2 separate regions of the Mus musculus genome follow, and region 1 is linked to region 2. The links are chromatin contacts, called in public Hi-C maps. All regions are on one chromosome and are shown on one strand. Each heading gives the region's core, a stretch centred on a gene start, on an enhancer-like site or on the middle of the called end of the contact. The rest is flanking DNA. Distances are from core to core; before and after follow the strand shown.

Region 1 (5,109 bases), core at 2,365-4,864, 360 kb before region 2:
TTAGTACCCTCCTGTAACCTCAGAGCTCAGAAAGTAGAGGCAGGAGGAACAGAAATCCAAGGCCATCCTTGCTGCATAGATGCTCTAGGTTCAGGACTACTTGAGAGCCTATCTTTATAAACAGCCAACAAATAAGTAAATTCTTTTTTTTCTTGAAGGCTAGGACTTTCCCAACATTTCAAGAACATAGGACTCAATATTTATGGAGGGTGCTGATGTGCAGGGGACAGGTTTAGCATCTATTCTAATTTAGGTCGCAAACAGAGGTGGACTTTGGCAGGTATGGAGGATGTTGCCGGGAGGATCTGCTTCCAGTCATAGGCACGCATCCTAAGAGTCTTGACGTAGTTTATTTGTGCGGTTACTCAGGGTAGCCATTTTGAGGCAAGACCTCAGATAAAACAGCAAGGTCTGTTGTTTTCTGGGCTTTGGTTTTAGAACAGAATAAAGAGGACCTCCGGAGCCTCACTGCCAGTTTTCCCTGGTGCACTTCCACGGATGCCTCCGGCATCTAACCGTTAGGTGCAGGCAGCCGCCTGGCAGACTATGTCTTTGCTGCTCCAGGAGCTCCCCAGGCAAGACTCAGAGTGAGGAGGTAGCAAAAGCATCAGACATCCATCTTTCCAAAATGACATTTTCTCTCAGTCCCACAATTCTCTGTTTGATTAGAAAGATTTCTAAAGCAAATGAATCCACGTAGGAACTCAGTCTTCCTTGAAAGCTGCTAGTCAGATCACAGGTCTGTCTGCCCTGCTGAGGTTACAAACCTTCAGGGCATGGGCTAGGCCTCTTCTTGTCTTACGTGTTCTGCCACAGAGAACTGGACCTTGAGGAATCTCTACTATCAATACAATAAATATGTGTCGCCTCAACTATTACATATATGTGTGTATAAACAATATATAATAAATATTATATATATGGCTTAATAGGTGAGGTTTTAATGTTCAGGTAACATGTCTAACATCTATTAGGTTACAAGCAGAAATGTGTGTGTGTAAACAATAATGGGAGATTTATGTAAGTGACTTTAACACTGGAACAGAAAAATAAAGCACCCTCCCTGGGTCCCTCATGTAAAAACTGCCATGACACTATGGCTGAGGCCAGTGTAGCAGGATAGAATATAGCAGGAGTTTTAGAGTTTGGCCAAACCTATCATTTGACACCTGTATCCAATTAGGGCTCAAACTCTACAGCTTCCTACATTGTGCTATGTAGCTATTCTTTTAAATTTAAGAAGTTGCTATCCACAGTCACCGAGTTCTAAGGTTCCCATATCTGGGCAAGTGCCGGAAGTTCTGAAACACCATTTATAATTTTGCAATAATTTAAATTTTTTATGTTATACTGATTATATTTGGGTAGAACTTAGAAACATTTAAACTATCCATTTATTCATTTCTATTTGTATCGTGAGACTGGGTTTCTATTTATATGATGCTGTGAGATCAGGTTTTTAAAGGAACCAATCTATCTGTCTATCTATCTATCTATCTATCTATCTATCTATCTATCTATCTATCTATCTATCTATCTAATCTATCTATCCATATCTATCTATCTATATATCCCTCTATCCATATCTGTCTATCTGTCTACCTATCTATCTATCTACCTACCTATCTATCTATCTATCTATCTATCTATCTATCTATCTATCTATCTATCTATCTAATCTATCTCTATCTATCTATCTATCTATCTATCTATCTATCTATCTATCTAATCTATCTCTATCTATCTATCTATCTATCTATCTAATCTATCTCTATCTATCTATCTATCTCTATCTATCTATCTAATCTATCTAATCTATCTATCTATCTATCTATCTATCTATCTATCTATCTATCTATCTATCTATCTATCTATCTAATCTATCTATCTATCTAATCTCTATCTACCTATCTAATCTATCTATCTATCTATCTATCTATCTATCTATCTATCTATCTACCTGTCTACCTACCTGAGACAGAGTCTCTAATAGCACAAGCTGGTCTCAAACTTGGTTTGCAGCTGAGGGTGACCTTGAACTCTTCTGCCTCTAGCTACTGATGGCTGGGATGACAGGTGTGTGTCAGCATACCTGTTTAGAACCTTGCATTTTGCAGGAGTGACAGTTTTTCCCCTTTGTAATTTATTTTTGGAATGTATTTCATGTGGCTTAGGGACCACGCAAGTTGGGCTCCCACAGTCCTGAGACAGCAGTGTTTGCTGTTAATGGTCCTTTACTACTCAATCTTGTGTCTCTCTTAGAGCTTGCTGACCCCTCCCTCCACCCTAGCTTCCATAGCTCCTCTTAGATAATACACCTTTCTCCTCTCATACCCAACTGTGACCTCCTCTGCACCAGGCTTTGTCAATAGCTGTTCTCATCCCGATGCACATGATAGTAACCTCCTTGCTCACTTCCTTCCCACATGACGCTAAACTCTCTCTGACCTGGGCTATCAAGTAAGCCTTGAACCATGGCTACATAAACTTGGGGGCTCTTTCACCCTGGCCAAACTTGAGCAATCTAGATGACTGATTCAGGTTAAGCACTGAGTGTTACAATGTAGAATCAGCTGTGTTGTTAGTGCTATAGAACGCCGAATATATAAGAATAGATTGTGGCCAGTTGGTAGTTGGCATCCTGGATTCAGCTGGATGGAGCTCTTTATCATCCATGTTAAGACCTTTGTTGATAATGCTGGAAATACCTACATATGACCGACCAGAGACACTACTGGTTTCAGGAGTCTTATGATTGACACCAAACAAATATGTAATTAACTATTAAGTGATGTGGGAATGCAATTAAATGTCTTTTCCAAAACAAATAATGAACTCTCAAAGCCCATCATTCCCTAATGATTTTATTTTGTTTTAGTTTTGCCCACGAGTCTGACATTGCATTTGTGACCTGTGGAGAATGAATAGCTCAGAGATGCATGGTCATGCCCTTCTGTGGCTGCCCTTTGTTAGCGTGTGCTATTTTCTTAATTTTTCTGTGTCATAAGATGTCTTCAAGCCAAAATCACTAAGATCCCTCTTTTAAAAAAGTTGTTTAACGTGTTGTTCACACTTACAGCCCTAGCATTGGGAAGATTTGAGACAGGATTTCCATTCTTTGGAGGCTCATTCCGGTTGCACAGTAAGACACTGTCTCTAAAAACCAAAAAAAAAAAACCTTCTTTCATAAGGTACATACAAAAAGTGCTCAAACAAACATGTTGTGTAAGAACTGTGGTATATATTCATAAAAGCGTTTACCCAGATCAAAGCCCAGCACAGGCTCCTGGCCTCAGATGTAGCTCCCTGACGGAGAGAACCTGGTTTTGCAATGTTTCTTGTCCTCTTAGTCTGAGCATATTATATACCTGTGGCCCCCATTCTGGCTTGTCTTGTTTTGTTCTACTTGCGGAGATAAAAACACTCTGAATAAAAGCAACACGGCGGCGAGGAAATCATTTACTTGGTTTGTAGTTCCAGATTCCACCCTGTCACAGAGGGAAGGGCGGGAAGTCAAGCCTGAGCAGAATTTATGGAGACACGCTGCTTGCTGGCTCAATTGCTGACTACCATTTGGCTGGCTTTCTTATACAGCCCATGCCCACAGGCCTACGGATGGCACTGTCCACTACATTAATTATTAACCAAGACAACGTCCTGCAGACAAGATCACAGGCCAGTATGGTGGAGACAATTCTTCAATTGTGATTTCCTCTTGCCAGATGACTCTACACTGTGTCAAGTTGACATTAAAATCTAACCGAGACAACCCATACCACAGTTGCTGTCTATTTTAGAATCCGTGTGTCTGGCTTTTTTCCCCTTTCAGAAATGCGGCCGTTATGCTTCAGAAATATTGTCATTTTATTCAAGAAAACATTAATGCTTTAGACTCCTATGACCTCTAAGCGGGCGTTTGATCAGTTTTAATGAAATGATCTCACTAAATGGATGTGGCGCTCAGCTGAGGTGGAAGGAAGAGAGTCCCACACCTAACCCAGCTGCTTTCTGGCCCCAAAGTATGCTTGAGTTCTTTCTCTTTTCTGGCCTTGAAGGCCAGGATTCAAGCCCTCAGCCATCTTTCTTCACCTTGTTCTTTGCTTTCCCATTTGTCCTTCCTTCTTTTGAAGCAAGTCCGACAGAGGGAGAGAACCCATGGCAAACCTCTAAAGCGACACACTAACATGGAGGACCATGTGGGCTTTGGCCATAGCTTGGGGGGTGCCTAGCAGTGTTGCTGCTGGGGACATCTGCTGACCTCCACCCCCATCCTGGGTGCTCAGACCTGCTGTGACTGGGGCGTATGTATGTTAGCATGTGAGTATCTTGGGAGGTAGCTGGCATGTGTTCTTCTTGGTGGTGCCAGTGTGCTGAGGGACTGGGCAAAAGACACAGTGGGACAAATGTGTGGTACAAGTTTAAGTAATTGATGGATGTTGGAACACAGTCTGAGAATAGAGTCATGTGAGAGTTCTGAGTGCTTGTAAGGAAACTCCAAGAAAACAGGACAAGAGTCTTGGGACCTCAGTTTCTTCAAAGCACAGCATTGTTCTTGGAATGTGCTCTGGTGCCCCTCCCAGGTGTATTGGATAGGGGTGAGTTTACTTCGGATTGTTTGTTACATCCTTTGTTTGTCTGCCTCTATGGAAAAACATGTTTTTGCCATGAGGGTCTTGTTTCTGTGGTTGCGTTCTTACTCAGGTGACTCTTCTTAACCCTCAGAGTGCAAACTCTCTGAGTAAAGTTGGCTACTGCGTGAGACTTGAGACTTTAGTTCATCTCATTTTTAGGCTCCGCTCTTCCAGGTTCACGCCACCAACCTGAGAGATAACTGGTGGATTGTAAGGCAAGTAAATTAATTTGACCTTGAGGTTTGGAACATTTTCTTTCCACAAAGAATTATTTGGAATTTAGGGCTTGCTGGAATGTTAATTTTTTTCTTATAGGAAATATTGGATGTTGAACATGTTAGTTCTTGCCCTATTTTGCTGGAAGAGTTGGATTGTTATATGTGTGTGTGTGTGTGTGTGTGTTTGAGAGAGAGAGAGAGAGAGAGAGAGAGAGAGAGAGAGAGAGAGAGAGAGAGAGAGAAAGAGAGAGAGAGAGGTG
Region 2 (5,189 bases), core at 1,260-3,759:
GAAACAAGTGATTTTGCAACTATTATTGCCACTGTAAGCCCAGTAAGGCTTGAGGTCACACGCCCAGAAGAGACCACAGTGTTCTCGATGTGCTAAAAGAAAGAATCCCTGTGAATCTACCAGAACACAGAATATTATGTGTCTGAGTGCCAGAAAACAGAGGCAAAGTAAAACATTTCAGCAATAGTAAAGATTTAAAACACATATTCTAAAATCAAGAGAGTACTATTCAGCATGTACCACAACTAAGACAGTTCACCATGGTTGGTATTAAAGATAGGGTACACGAAGCCAAAGAAGAGGCTGGACTAGAATGTGGTGTGCAATGGAGACAATATTGGGTTTAAATATACATAGGTGGGGTTGGAGCGATCACTCACTAGTAAGAGCTTGTGCTGCTCTTGCAGAGGATCTGAGATCAGTTGCTAGCACCCATATCTACTGGCACAATCTATTGTCACTCCTGCTCCAAGGGATCAAATGCCAAAACAACTATTAACTTTATACATACATCCCTATAGGTAGATGATGGAGATAGAGATAGAGACAGAGATGATATAGAGCTAGAGATAGATATGGAATATATGTATATAAACACACACAGAGAGAGAGAGAGAGAGAGAGAGAGAGAGAGAGAGAGAGAGAGACAGAGACAGAGACAGAGAGAATTTGTCTAAATGGTTGGATACATTGAGAGATGTGACAGTTGAAAGCCACAGTTGCAGATGTGGCCTGAGGAGTCATTAGCACAAGTAAGTGCGACCAAGCCAACACTGCCAGTCCTAGAGATGAGTCTCCTGCCTGCCCTCCTGGGTTATTCCTGGCATCTTAACTTTGCTGTTTGTAAACGTGAGCAATTCCGGGCCAGGGAGATGATTCATCAGGTACAGGTGCTTATGTCCAAGCCGACCACCTGAATCCAGTTCTTGGAACCATGGTTTAAAACGAGCAAATTCTCCTCACTCCTGGCTTTTCTCCTCATCCCTGCTTCTTATCTTGATTTACAGTGGTGTCAATACCCAACCAGGAAGAAAGCCATGTTTCATTTTCTCTTTTTTTTCTGATTCTCTACAGCAGTTATTAATTTCATTAAAAACACTTAGCAGCCTGCTACATTCCTTCCCAGCCTTCACTGCAGGCATTATCACAGCAATTTACATCTATATGATGCCTAAATGGTTTCGCTAACTTTTCTTTACACCTGATGGTGGAAATAAATTACTGTCATAACTTCTGAATTGTGAGCCCAAAATCTGAGCAAAATGATGGTACTCTCTTCACTACAAACACTTGGTCATTTTTTCATCTCCCTATGCACTACTCAGTGGTGTCTGTACTCTGTCTTTACACTCCTTCATAATGTAAAACTTGGAAACTCTTATCAGTCATATATATATAAATATATATATGATCTAGTTAATTCTTCAACAACTATAAAACTATATAACTATATATAACTCTCTCTCAAACTATATATAACTACATAATTATATAACTATATAACTATGTATATATATCCTGGCTAAGAATACCTTTTCTTTTCCTTTCTTGACTATTGGAAGTCTTTATCTTACTTTGACCACTTTTAAAGTCCTATCTTCCAGTTTTGATCATTTTTGTTCATGTCAGATATGAAGTTCCTTGAGAAGACAACTGGACCTTTACTTTGTATTGAAATTGTTTAAGCACTAGCATGGTGCTTTTTTAGCAAGTGGAATCTATTGAACATCTAGTGCATAATGACTGCATAGGTGAATGAATAAATGATTAGAGAAACACTAAGTATTATTATGTTTTAAAGCCTCACTATGGCAAACTTAATACTACTAAATAACAAAACTCAGCTCTAGAGCTACACATTTCCTATGGCAAGTAGAATCTAGATTAGCTTTTTTCTTGTCTAGCACTGGATGTTTCAGAGATGTCTATGGACTGACTGAGAAAGATTCTTGTTTTAACCACTGCATGAACATTTATTTGCTAAGAACAGAGTTCTGTGGAGTCTGAATTACATTCTAGTCTCTCTGGACTCACAATAGCTTGTTCAGGACTCTGTCAAATATTTTTATTGGGTCACATAGTATACTTACTTTCTCCTCTGCCAATTTATATATTTTTATCATCTATCTATCTATCTATCTATCTATTATCTATCTATCTATCTATCTATCTATCTATCTATCTATCTGCTGACACATGCATACTATGACAAAACCGATGAGTCCAACTCTCTTTCCATCATATGACTGAATATATGTAACAAGTCTCGTTTCCTGTCCTATTCCTTTGAAAGGAGTCTTTGAGTCTTTATAATACAATAAAATACAAAGCCACCTATCTATCTATCTATCTATCTATCTATCTATCTATCTATCTATCATCTTCCACTTAGCTGTATCTGATCCAATGCAACTGTGTTTCAGTGTTTTTGTACAGAGTGCATGGGTGATATGTGTAACTGGGGCAGCAGGAAGAGAAAAGGCAGCTGGTACAGATATGAGCCAACACTGGATGGATGAGTCATGTGTTTTTAAGGACAGGAGTTTTGTTTTGTTTCTATTCTCCTGCTACTAAGTCCAGCTCTCTTTTAATAGCTTCGCTTAGGGAAGCAGTGCTCTTTCCTTACCATATAGGGAATCGAGAAAGATTTCTGCTGGGAAATCTCTGATATAATAATGGGAGTGATAAACATTTGAAGCCGGTGAATGGTCCCTGTGTTCTTTGAGAGTCTTCCATAATAGTTCATATTGATTTTTTTAATGGGAGAAGAGCTGAGGAGGCACAGGCTTTTATATTGGTGAACTCAGCCAGGAGCACACTTGGGTCTCCTACAGATGTTGCTTTTAAGCAAGATGAGAATTACATAGATTACTCCTTGCTTGCTTTTCCCATGTGGAAACAAAAGCACAGCAGATATCTGGCAACAAGATGCTTTCTGCTGGGGACGGGTCATTAACTCCACATTGAACCGACTGCACGCCTGTGCCTCATGATCCTGGGTATTGATCATTTGCAGAAGCCAGCCTTGATGACCCGGGCCAGGCATTTCTCAACTTGTAACTGGGTCATGGTGTAGTGCATTGAACTGTGCTTAAAGACATCAACACAAGAGTCAGAATGGAGAAAAAGGTCATATTAAATGTGTATATAGAAAGCAGAATTTTTTTTTTACAAATTTAAATTTGGTTTTAATTTAAAAGAGGTTTTAGCTAGACAGTGTGTGGTCCTGAAATAACCACTGAAGACTTTATCTGAAGAGTCACAGAGGACTCTTATATACTAGAGTATGTACATACTGGAGTAAAACAGGGAAACTGGCTAGAAACCAAGAACCACACACCCCAGTATGTGCACTCCAGTACAGTATGATTTTCACTTACAAATGCTGGGATCCTCAGTTACTTATATGCACAAATTTTATCATCACTCTTCAACTTAAAATTTTAAGTCTCTAGGTTTTATATTTTATCCTCTCATTAATAGTTCCTAGCACATAGTAGGCTCTTGAGAGCTCATGGACTCATGAGTAAGATCTTGGGAGAGTCCAACTAGATCATGCCAGAGTTTGACAGTACATGAGAATTGATAGTGCCTAGAAATTCATTATATAAATAAAGTCATTTTCCTTGATTTAGTGCTTGTAGAGTTAGTTTTCTCTGTGTCATAGAATTAGCTTGTTATGAGCTGTAAGCCATCCCATAAAAGCAATAGAGAAAAAGAGAATTGGGAACTAGAACAAAGATCTATAAAGAAAAATTCCTGGCTACAGTTGGAGATCCTGATGCCTGGGGATGTTACTCAGTAGGAGAGATGCAGGCTCAATTCCTATCACAGAATAAAAAAAAAATACTGAACCAAACCAAACCAAAAGAACACAAAAAATCCCCCTGAATTATGAAGTAATTAGTAAAATTGAGAAATTGACCCTTCAGTTTTAATGAATACTAATTTGAATTTTACATGTGAGTGCGTGATCTTGTAATGGTCAGTTCATTTTTTAATTGATTGCTTTGATTGGTTGGTTGATTGATTTTTGAGTCAAGATTTCATGTAGTCCAGGCTGGCTTTAAACTTGCTTTGTAACCAAAGATGACCTTGTACTTCTGACCCTCCTGCCTCTTTCTCCCAGGTTCTGCATTTTGGAATTACAAGTGTGTAGCACCACAGCCAATTGTCTTCAGTGCTGGGCCAGCACTTTACCAACTGAAATATATTCCTAACCTGACAGTATTTAAAGTAAATTAACAATTATCTTATATTATCACATTAATTAACTGAACTCTACTATATGGCAGATACTATCATAAATCCTTTATGTTAATTATCAGCTAGAGTTATGAAAATTAATCTATTAATATCTTAGCATAATGCCTGGTCCATATGATGCATTTATTATCAGGCAATTTATCCATCAATTCCATAAGGTAAAAGTTATTATCCTCATTTTAAATGGAAACAGTACATAGGTTAAGTATAAATTTAACCTTTAAATGCTAAGCCTGCATTCAAAATTAGGGAGATCCAACCACCAAATTTGTCTCCTCAACATCTACTAGCAGAATTGAAGTTTCTAAGCCAGCCATTTTTTACTCCAAAAAACACAGATAGATAAACTAGTGGTATGCTACTCTCCTGTGGATGGATGTAATTGTTACAATGGATGTATGCACTTAAAGAAATCATTATATCATTTTCCAAAAGATATTTCTATTGGCCACTTCTTTCCTTTTACCACATGACTATTTCTCATCTCTTTGCTATGGACATTGGGAGAAAACACTGAATCCTTCCGGACCCAAAGCTCAGCAGAACCAATGCATGACACTCAACGCATCAATCTACAGTCTGCTCACTAACTCATCAGTGACATGTTTAGACTTATTTCGTTGTGAGGTAAATGTGCATGTGTGTGTATGTGGTTTTGTGCCTATTTGCATGCAGGTCCCTGTGGAGTACAGACAAGTGCATCATATCCCTGGAGCTGAAGTTAAAGGCAGTTGTTGGACTTGTGAGCTGCCGGGTGTGAGGGCTGGGAACTGAACTCGGGTGCTGTGCAAGAGAAGTTTATGCTTTTAAACCGCTGAGCCATCTCTCCAACTCCAGAGTTTGTATTCTTGACCCTGAATTTCTTAATATGAATGAATAGCGCTCAAGTGTTCAAAGGCAGATATTGAGACAAAAGAGCCAGG

Evidence for each region. Hi-C and Micro-C count contacts between places; a contact is called where the count stands out from the background.
Region 1: a contact with region 2 is called in a Hi-C map of liver, with 2.8 times the contacts expected there. The contact joins two enhancer-like sites. A contact is called at or near these places in 6 of 484 Hi-C or Micro-C datasets (cortical neurons, embryonic stem cells, liver and 1 more), 1 of 115 datasets of contacts at active chromatin or transcription factors (heart atrium) and 1 of 9 other capture datasets (embryonic stem cells).

Annotation. Positions count from the first base shown.
Region 1 is chr6:140,238,001-140,243,109 of GRCm38.p6, reverse strand. No RefSeq gene overlaps it. Among named protein-coding and RNA genes, the nearest start is that of Gm38917, 45 kb to the left of the region's middle. Within about 2 kb of position 3,614, at least 6 of the 459 cell types and tissues checked have an H3K27ac peak or open chromatin away from gene starts, as enhancers often do. A contact at or near this core is called in liver, where this site is marked.
Region 2 is chr6:139,875,796-139,880,984 of GRCm38.p6, reverse strand. All of the region lies in intron 26 of Pik3c2g (phosphatidylinositol-4-phosphate 3-kinase catalytic subunit type 2 gamma), which reads right to left. Among named protein-coding and RNA genes, the nearest start is that of Plcz1, 160 kb to the left of the region's middle. Within about 2 kb of position 2,509, at least 40 of the 459 cell types and tissues checked have an H3K27ac peak or open chromatin away from gene starts, as enhancers often do. A contact at or near this core is called in liver, where this site is marked.